Linked DNA regions of Mus musculus: all the other regions are linked to region 3. A link is a contact called in public Hi-C data. All regions are on one chromosome and are shown on one strand. Each heading gives the region's core, a stretch centred on a gene start, on an enhancer-like site or on the middle of the called end of the contact. The rest is flanking DNA. Distances are from core to core; before and after follow the strand shown. Region 1 has its middle 110 kb from the start of Gm23979. Region 2 has its middle 21 kb from the start of Ttc32. Region 3 has its middle 32 kb from the start of Gm46323.

Region 1 (3,400 bases), core at 330-2,829, 410 kb before region 3:
GTGTGTCTGTGTCTGTGTGTGTCTGTCTGTCTGTGCCTGTGTGTGTGTCTGTCTGTGTGTGTCTGTCTGTGTGTGTGTGTGTGTACTCACGCACGTATCTTACTCAAGAGGAGATATAGATTTGTATGTGAAGTTACGACAGAAGCCAGAGGTCTAGCTTCAGTGTCATTCCTCAGCATATGTCACAGTGCTTTTAGACACAGGGTTTCTTACTGTCCTGTAGCTCACTAATTAGATGAGAATGACTGGCCAATAAGCCCCAGGATCTGCCGGTCTCCTTTAATGCTAAAGTCACAAGAACATGTCCCCAAACCCAGTTTTGTTCAGTTCGTTTGCTTTCTTGTTTGTTTGTTTTTAACATGGGTTTTCGAGATGAAACACAGGTCTTCATGCAGTGAACACTTTACCAGCTGAGCTACCTCCACAGGCTGACTAAGGGTACTTCAAGACCCTTGTTTTTCCAGCAGCACCCCAAGCCCTTAATCTGATCATTCTAAATGTTTGGAAATAAGGCCTCCAAGATAAATGCATTAAAACTCTCTGGAGACTGAAGGCCTGGTATCTACTTAGGAAAGTCTGGTGTGCCGCTCGCTTTTCCAGAATCCAAACAAAAGAGAATTTGGTTTACAGGTGTTATTGTTATGGATCCTGGTAGGTCATTCTTCTGGAAATAAGACTTGGCCATCTTTTCTTTTCCCTGAGGTTGCTTTTGTGTACATTAAGCTTGTGCATTTCTGTGATCGTTAAATGTATTCTGTGACTTGGATTGAAGTGTATTCGGGGATCCACATGGAAATAAAACCAGATGCGCTGTAACCACTATTGTGATATTTATCACTGATGGTGCTTGCATGACTGTGGTGCTCCATAAAACCCTGGAGGGGTTACCTTCACTTAATGGCGTCCTTCCCTCTCACTCAGCAGCTACTTCTTATTACAAACAGCTGCCTGGAAACGAGAAAACATTTTCTATTTCCAAGGGACACTGTTGGCTCTCAAAGCACTTTGCTCGTTTTCCTTAACAAATGTTTAAGTTTAATCAAATTTCTAATTCTAAAAATGATCTTATCTTGCATGCATTCTGAGTCAGGAACTCAGGAGACCTACTATGAATCTGAAAAAGGATAAAAAGAATCAGGATAATGAGTGCACGTGCACACACAGAGGCACATGTGCACACCACACACACACACACACACGCACACACACAAAGACATTTACACATAGGCCCATGTGCGCACACACACACAGGCACATATGCACACCATACACACATACAAACACACAAAGACATTTACACACAGGCCCATGTGCACACACACACACAGGCACATATGCACACCATACACACATACAAACACACAAAGACATTTTCACACAGGCCCATGTACACACACACACATACACACACACACAAGGCAGGATGAGGTGCACAGCTCTGATGATTTCAGTGTACTCCTGTGATGTTTCTGCCACCCCTTGGACCAGCTGATTTCTGCCCACTCCAGCTACTAGGGGCACCAGCTGACTTTGCTTTTAGTGATGGCTTCCTTGAGCTGGGTTAGAAAGCTCCTTCAAACTAACCCAGTGAAACTACATTAGCACCAAAGTAAGGGAGGAAAACAAGCGTCATATAAACTTTATTAGCACTCTTTACTATGAAATAAACTAGGCTTACACTTCTTTTGTAGGGGAAAATGATGAACACAAAAAACCATACCGTATTTTTACTAACTAACGTGCACTTGTAAAATGCATGGCATGCTGTTTTACAGGCAGTAGCATATAAAATACTTTTTCCAGATGTGGATTCATAATTCTCCAAAGACTATAATAGTTATCATAAGATTTATGGAGGATAATTTATTAATCACATTTTTTTTTCTGTTCGGAGATCTGTTTGGTAAGATGAAAGCAAACTTTAAAATGTCATTTTAACCAAATGTAGATGGCATAATATCAAGTTACTCCTTTTGTTCAAATTATTTTTAATGACTTTATTTGCTTTATTGCCTACACAAGTCAGGACCAACTTGGTGTAATGATCTCTTCAGGAAATCTCCTAAGATATTTTAAAAGTAAAATAGCATGGAGCTATTTTAAAAACTAAATGAACTGAACTGTGTAAGTTAATTACTGTTCATTTATTTGAGGGACATAGGAGCTACAGAAGCTTGGTTTGTTGATTTTTTTTTTTTTGCATTTTTTCTTCCTTTCATAGGATTTAGAAAAGAAAAACCCTGTGGAAACTATAGCTTACTGTGCATACCTGCAGCTTCTCCAACAGAAATGTAGAAGCCCACTTGTGTCTGAGGTGCTATAAGTAACACATTGTTAAATAAAGTACACGTCTCAAGCGCAGGGCCCTTTAATCTGGTCTAGATTATTAAAAAACACAGCTGTGCTGAATCCATATTGAGGACCCCAAGTCACATGATAAGTAAAACAGTCCAAATGGCTTGCTTTTGTCATTGCTTTATTTGAAGCAAGTTTTGACTGAAGCTTAACACTGCTGGGCTGGAGATGGAGTGGGAAAAGACAACACTCCATTCCAAGGAATATCCCTGGTCCTAAACTGTGACTGCTCCTTTCATATACCCAGATTTCCAGTCTCTCAGCTCACCAGCAAAGGCATCTTCCCTACACAGGGGTGGTCTGGAGAGTAACAAACAGACAGCTAGCCTGTAAGCTGCCCTTCCTCTTCCCAGGCTCCTGCAGCCACCTTCAGAGTTTACTAATCCCCAGTAGCAGGGTATACTTCTCAAAGTCCTCATAACAGATACTTAGCTTGTATTCAATGTGTGAGCTCTCACGCAAGTATGGGAAACAGCATCAGTGTACCTAACTGATAGAAACAGGAGACCACAATACCAGAGACAGACAGGACTACATGTGGCCACTTCTACTCTGAAATGCCAAGAAAAGACTGGGGCTACGTGCTGGCTGGACTATGACGGATGTAAAACTGGGTAGAGGACACAGCAGCATTTCAGATTCTTCTTAATTGCTACTACAACTATACATTTTCCTGGGATACACTGTGATGCCACAGTGCACGTCTATATTATATAGATTTACTCCATAGGTATACCTAGATTACCCACAGACTTTTTGGTTATTACTTTGTGATAAGAAAAGTCAATAGGCTGGAGAGATGGCTCAGCCGTTAAAGGCTAGGCTCACAACCAAAAATAAAAGAAAAGTCAAAAGTGTCTAACTATTTTAAATCATATAGTACAGATAGTAATAACCATTGTCTTTACAGTAGAACACCCTTGCTAACCTCTCCTATCCTGTTGTGAATTTTCCATACTTTAAGCAACCCTTCTCATCCATTCCTTTTATTTTCTCTCCCAAGATGTGAAAAACACCACTGGACTCACTGATTTTAAGAGCTGAG
Region 2 (3,096 bases), core at 410-2,909, 290 kb after region 3:
CTTGATGTCAGGTCTAGAGGCCAGACCCATATGAGTGAGGTGTAGGGATCAGGCAGCTCATTTTTCCAAACGTGTCAGATATATCAAGATCTCAGAGCCTCCGAGACTTTTACATAAGCCTCAAGTAAGATGGTAGTTATTGGCCCTCTGATTCCCAGGGGTGGTGAGCCTGGGCATTTCAGAGCACAAGAAAGTGGGTAAGACTTGCGGTTCTCCACAGGAAAAGACATACTATTGAAAGTCCCAATTAGAGTCAGCAGCAGCACTGTAATCCAATAAGGCAGACACACAGCCATCAGAACACAGCCTGGACTAGAGAACACACACCTGTCCTAGGCCCTGTCCTGCACATGTGTCTCTTAGACCGGGCTAAGAGGCCCACTCATGGTGTGATGATGACACCTAGTGGCCATATGGCAAATGGCATGCCTAGAGCAACAGGCAGGTCTATGAAACAGCAGGCCACCTTTAGCCATGTGTCCATGGCTATGCTAGATGTTAAGTACCACATCTTCTGGACTCTCCAGACCCTAGAGACCAGCAAGGTCCCCTCCCTTTATAGATATCCAATCACATGCACAGCTATTTTAAGAAAACACCTTGCAGGACTAGAGAGAGAGATGACCCAGACTCCATTCCCAGCACCCACATGGTGGCTCGCAACAGTCTGAAACTCCAGTTCTGAGGAGGTCCGATGTCCTCTTCTGGTCTTTGTGGACACTGCTAACATGTGGCACACAGCATACAGGAAAACAAATCACCCATACACAGAAGTCACTTCAAACATACGCAGCTTGTGTAAGTGAGTGCCTGGCAAGCCCGACAGGAGGCTTTCTTCCTCTTGCCATCACATACTCCACACCTCCAGGCTCCTCCAGGAGGGAAGGGACAAGAATGTGGTGCCCAGCAGAGCCTTAGCCTGGGGCTTGAACTCAAAACCCTAAAACAAGCCCTAACCCAGCCTGGACTCGTGTTCCCTAGCCCTGAATTACAGGAGGGAGAAAATGGTGTTGTGTGGCCTTTCCCAGGGAGGCATAACACGGGTCTATTTAGGGAACCAAAATCAGGCCAAAGAACTAATTCCCAATATTGACTTGGTGACTCAGGTGACTCAGTGAGTTTATTGGATTTACTTACAGGAGAATGGGTGGGCATTGCATCCAGGTGCATGGTGACTCAAAGACCACAGTATCACCGAAAAGTCCACCCGACTATGAGTGACAGACCCAGAAAAGCAGCATTCCTGAAACCTCCTGCCCAACTTGAAGGCAGTTCCAGCGAAGAGAGTCTCCTGCCAGCAACTGCTCTGGTTTCTAGAGTGGGTAGGAATTGGAGGAGGAGTGCTTGTGACTTTTGTAACTTTCTGAGCTATTGAGTCTGGTCGGTTTCCTTGGCTTCCTGGACATTCCTTGAAGCTCCTGTCGACCATAACCCTCACCCCAGGCAGCTACCAAGAAAACACTGGAACCACCCAGAGAAGATAGGGAGGCTCATGCCTGTTCTCTCCCCCCTGAGCCGGAAACCCAGGTACAGGGAACTGGGAGGTATACGAGCCAGGAGCACTCAGCCAGAGGGAGAGTTTCCAGAAAGTGCAAAGCTGTGCTTGTTAGGGAGAGTCATCTGCAATGGCTGGGTGTCGGGCTAGTGCTAATCCTGAGGCCTGGGAAACGGCTTCCTGGGCGGTGCTTCCTGTCTGGGAGGGAGGGGGGTCTGACCCTTCCAAGGCCAGCCTCACTGCGAGGCTGGAAACCTCCTCCTTCAGCCATCAGCACTTTGATGAGCCCAGAGGGGTTTTTCTGCAGTAACTGCAGATAAGGTGAAATTGAAGCCTAGAGAGTTTAGGGGGAAACTGCCCAAACCACAGAGCTCAAAAGTGACGGGAGCCAGTGACAGTAAGTTTAATGTGATTTTATTTGATCCGATGTATCCAAAATATTATCATTTCAACACATAATCAATATAAAAATGTTAGCAATGGTTAGCATTCTTCTTTTGTGAACAGAGTATTCACAATCTGGTATTTATTTAACACTTGCAGTGTATTGCCATTTGAACATGACGCTTTCATCAGAAATACTTGATTGAGATCGCACAAGCTCCGCAGTTGCCAACGCACAAACTTTAAATGTGAATTTGTTGCCCCAAACACACTTTCACAACTTCTAATGACTGAATCACAAGTGTGCGTGTGATACCTATCTGCATACATGTCCACGTACATACGCATGTGTTCACGAAGCACATGTGTGAAGCATGAAGCTTGTATGTGTGTGTGTGTGTGAGTGCTCTGCACCTTACCTTTTAATACACTTGCTCACTGACGCTGGAACTCATCCTTATGGATGGGCTGGCTGACCAGGGAGCTTAGGAAACCTGCCTGTCACCACAGCAACCCCCAGTGCTGGGATTATAGCTACACACCACCCAGCTTTTACCTGGATGCTGGATTTTAGGTGCCCAGCAAACCGTCTGCATGATAAGCATTTCCCAGACTGAGCATCTCCCAGCCCTGACATTTTTATATTTGAAATTGATGTGAGTGAAATCAGTAATTCAGTTCCTTGATAGCACTAGCAATTGTCGCTCGACAGTCCCAGGGGCAACAACCGCGGGCACTTACAGCTTGTACCCACCCCACAGTGTGTCACCAATGGTGTCCACCCTACATAACCCACACACAAGTGTGGATACTGCCCTAGAGCTCAGTGCCAGCAGCTGATATCTAGATGGGGCACAGACTAATGCCCCACAGAACATATGCCCAGCGCTGCCCCCTGGGCCTGGCTGACGTGACTGCCCTGCCCCATCCTCCTTATCTGTGCATCCACTCTGTGCTACGGGTTCTCCTTGCTGCCCTTGCATGTTCTCTGCTGGCCCTGGCCTGACTCTGGGCCTGGTTGGAGGTGTCTAAGAGACCTCACTCTCCCAGGTCATAAAGAGTAATATAAAAGGAGTCCACAGATGTGCAACCCAGAAAGTCCAAGTGGGGTTCTTACAGAGGTAGCAGGAATCGGGCCCTGCCTTTTATAATGAACCCCCTAATGAACATGGGTTGTAGAGCTGTTGCCCCAGTGGGTCTCAGGGATGAAGCTATTC
Region 3 (3,126 bases), core at 412-2,911:
ATGGATAGGTTCCAATCTGCAATTAGATTTGAATTTCAGAGAAATCAAGGAAGGCAGGACAGCTCTTCGTAAGGCTGCTTGCTGGGAGCCTCAGCTCCTAACCTGAGAAACGCCACACAGCCTGGTCATTCGTTAATGTCCCTGTCTGTAGTCTTTCCAATGTTGGAAAAGGCTGACATGGTCTCATGGATTGTTATATTTATCTTTCTTGCCTAGAAGTTTTTTTATTGCATTTTATAAATCCTGCTTCAATTTATGTGTAAGTTTCGAACTCATTAGCATTACTGACAAGAAAGGGAAAGCAAGCAAGCAAGAGAGGAGAACAAGGGGAAAAAAAAAACTCTAACAATCCTGGGGAAACTCTTGGAAGAGCTGTTAGTTTTGAAACACATAATATATAAACAACTTAAAGGAATACACAGGCTTTCTTTTGAAATCAGAAATTATGTGAAGCAAGGAGAGCATCATAAAAGCTTATTGATTTCCCAAACCCACTGCATACAAGTATTTTTAAACCATGATTCACATAAGGGATACATTTGACACATCAAGAGAAACTGGAAACCAGGCTCTGTGCAGCCACATCAGATACTGCTCTGAGCCCGGTTTGTTTACCATTACAAAGTGAAAAGAAATTTGCTTCTGCCTCCCTGAGCCTTCTCCCTCAAGCAGGGCGATTTTTATTGATTTTGTCCTCTAGAAATAAAGTGCCAACAGCCACCATAAATCCATCTTTGCCTTTCTATTCTGTGCATCACTCAACCATCGTGCAGGGCATTGACCCAAATGCAGTGAGCATCCTGCACCACTTCTGAAGTGATTTTGTTCTGAAGTAAGCTTAGGTTTAGGCCTTCGGTCTCCTTAATAGATCCTTCAACTGCAAGATACTCCCGTAGAACAAGTGGAGTTGCAGAGAACTGGACAGCCAGCCCCTTGGTGGATAGGGATCCCCTCTTTGGAGGCTGATACTGGGCTGCAGAGAAGACAGGCCTAAGAGCTGAGAGAGGAAGCTCAGCCATACGATAATCTCTTGGCATCTGTACCTTCTTTGTCTCCACCATCCTCACTCCTCATCGCCAGCATCAGACTGGGACTCACTAACACACATGGAGGTGAACTCTCAGAAGAGAAATATACATACTGCATGTCTCATTCGGCCACGGCAACTGCCACCCCAACAAATAAACATACATCAAGTGGTTGGCTTAGCATAGCTCGCTCGAAGCTCCTGGTTGTTAATACCTAAAACAAAGCAGAAAGCTAGCAATATCCCAGTTGAACCCTAAGACTGCTCCAACGACAAAGGGAAAGAATGAGAAGCGGGGTAAAGCCCAAAGAATCAGACAGTAGTGAATGCGGTTCCAGGGGGTCTCATGGAAACCTCGCGCTCACGTTTAATTTGCCCATCCTGAAGTATTTTTTCCTAGTAATGCCAAATGCCATAATGCTCTCTGTCAGTGACTTGAAATTATTCTATGAGCTACATATCGGGTACACTATTGTTAATGAAATGCACACAAGATGATGAACAACTTCCTTTTCCTGCTGGAGCTCCAGCTGCAACCAGTGCCTGGATCCTTCGTGCTGTAAATCAGCCCTTTGTACTCCAGGAGGATTCAATGAGCTGCAGGTGTGGGCTTGGGGAAGGCCGCCTGGGATTAAGTAGCAGCATTTGATATGAGATCCCAAACAGCACTGGCAATCTACACACCACATGCGGCCACGGGCTTTGGAGAAAGCGAAGGAAGAACGCTGATGAAATGTGGCACGGGACCATGGAATGCAATGTCAAGCTTTCACATCTGCAGGAAAAGAAAGAGAGTTCCTAATTTTACAGTGATGATGTCATTGAGAATTCATGACAGTGGAAATGATGGGCCAAGGTTTGCAAACTCAACCACCTCAGAGGGTGCTAACCCAAGGCTGTGAGCTTTTGAAATGGTAGTGTGGGTGGATTTGAAATGCCAATTTGCCTTCTTGGCTGGAGGCATCACTGAGTGGTGTGTGTGTGTGTGTGTGTGTGTGTGTGTAAGATAAGAGAGAGACAGGGAGAAGGAGAGTCTGTGCACCTATGAATGTGTGCATGTGTGCTTTGTTTGCAGGCTCAGGAGAGAGAAAGAAGTTGTATGTGAACGGATATGCTTTGTACATACATGAAAAGCCAGTCCCTCGGATGCCGAATATGTCCTTAGCAATATAACGTGTGTAATTCAGCATAAAACACTGCTAACTGTCCTTAACAACAATATATTTTTAAAAGATTGATTTCAGACTCTAGAAAAATTCACTAGCCAAGAAAAACCATCACAGTTGTCCACCTCCTCCCACAGGGGAACCACCAAAAAAGACTTCTTTTTTAAACAAGTTCTTTTTTCTATTCAGGACTGAAGAGACACCAAAACCAGGGTAGTTTTATGATTAGCATATGAATAAAATACATTGAAGAAAACACATCTTTAATTTTTAAGGGTCTGTTTTTCATTAGCTTATCTTGATAGTTTAAGTTAATCATTATTTTCAACCATATATGATTTAGATATTATGTCATTAATTCATGTACAGTCCATCTGAGTAATGACTGTGGTTTTCTACTTTACAAATTCATCTACTTCACCAAGAAACCAGAAGAGTCGAATTCCAAGCAACATCTGGTTTCCATTGAATGTAATTGCCATTTGCAGAGTTATAATCATGTGTTATTGTAAGGACCACAGTGTCAATCACTCCCCTAATGGGGAAAATTCAATGCCTAAATACCTGAGAGAACAAGAAGCTGACTTAAACAGGTGCATTCAGACACTGGGTTTTAAGTAGAATTCTAGCCTACCCATTTAAATAAATCATTTTAAGGAGAAACAATATTCCTTCCATCCCCTGTAGCAAGGGAAAGCATAAAACCCAGGGCCTCAATCTTCCGTGCTCACTTCCAGTACTGTATCATGTTTAATCTTTAAAAAAAAAAACTGTACAAATATGCCCATATTGTACCGAATCCTTATGTTCCATATACTAGTGGGAACTCCCAAAGGGCAGTGTGAATTTTGAAGACTTCCTGGGGAAGGAGCCATCGTCTGGTCCTTCCTGTCTTCCATGAACACAGTCATCCTTCCCATAATGAAAATAGGC

The links. A called contact is a pair of places that touch in the nucleus more often than the background predicts.
Region 1: a Hi-C map of cranial neural crest shows a contact between it and region 3, with 1.7 times the contacts expected there. The contact joins two enhancer-like sites.
Region 2: a Hi-C map of cranial neural crest shows a contact between it and region 3, with 2.9 times the contacts expected there. The contact joins two enhancer-like sites. A contact is called at or near these places in 9 of 484 Hi-C or Micro-C datasets (the HL-1 cell line, MC3T3-E1-derived osteoblasts, Sertoli cells and 6 more) and 1 of 9 other capture datasets (embryonic stem cells).

Annotation. Positions count from the first base shown.
Region 1 is chr12:9,749,745-9,753,144 of GRCm38.p6, reverse strand. No RefSeq gene overlaps it. Among named protein-coding and RNA genes, the nearest start is that of Gm23979, 110 kb to the right of the region's middle. Within about 2 kb of position 1,579, at least 12 of the 459 cell types and tissues checked have an H3K27ac peak or open chromatin away from gene starts, as enhancers often do.
Region 2 is chr12:9,049,559-9,052,654 of GRCm38.p6, reverse strand. No RefSeq gene overlaps it. Among named protein-coding and RNA genes, the nearest start is that of Ttc32, 21 kb to the right of the region's middle. Within about 2 kb of position 1,659, at least 8 of the 459 cell types and tissues checked have an H3K27ac peak or open chromatin away from gene starts, as enhancers often do.
Region 3 is chr12:9,337,641-9,340,766 of GRCm38.p6, reverse strand. No RefSeq gene overlaps it. Among named protein-coding and RNA genes, the nearest start is that of Gm46323, 32 kb to the left of the region's middle. Within about 2 kb of position 1,661, at least 35 of the 459 cell types and tissues checked have an H3K27ac peak or open chromatin away from gene starts, as enhancers often do.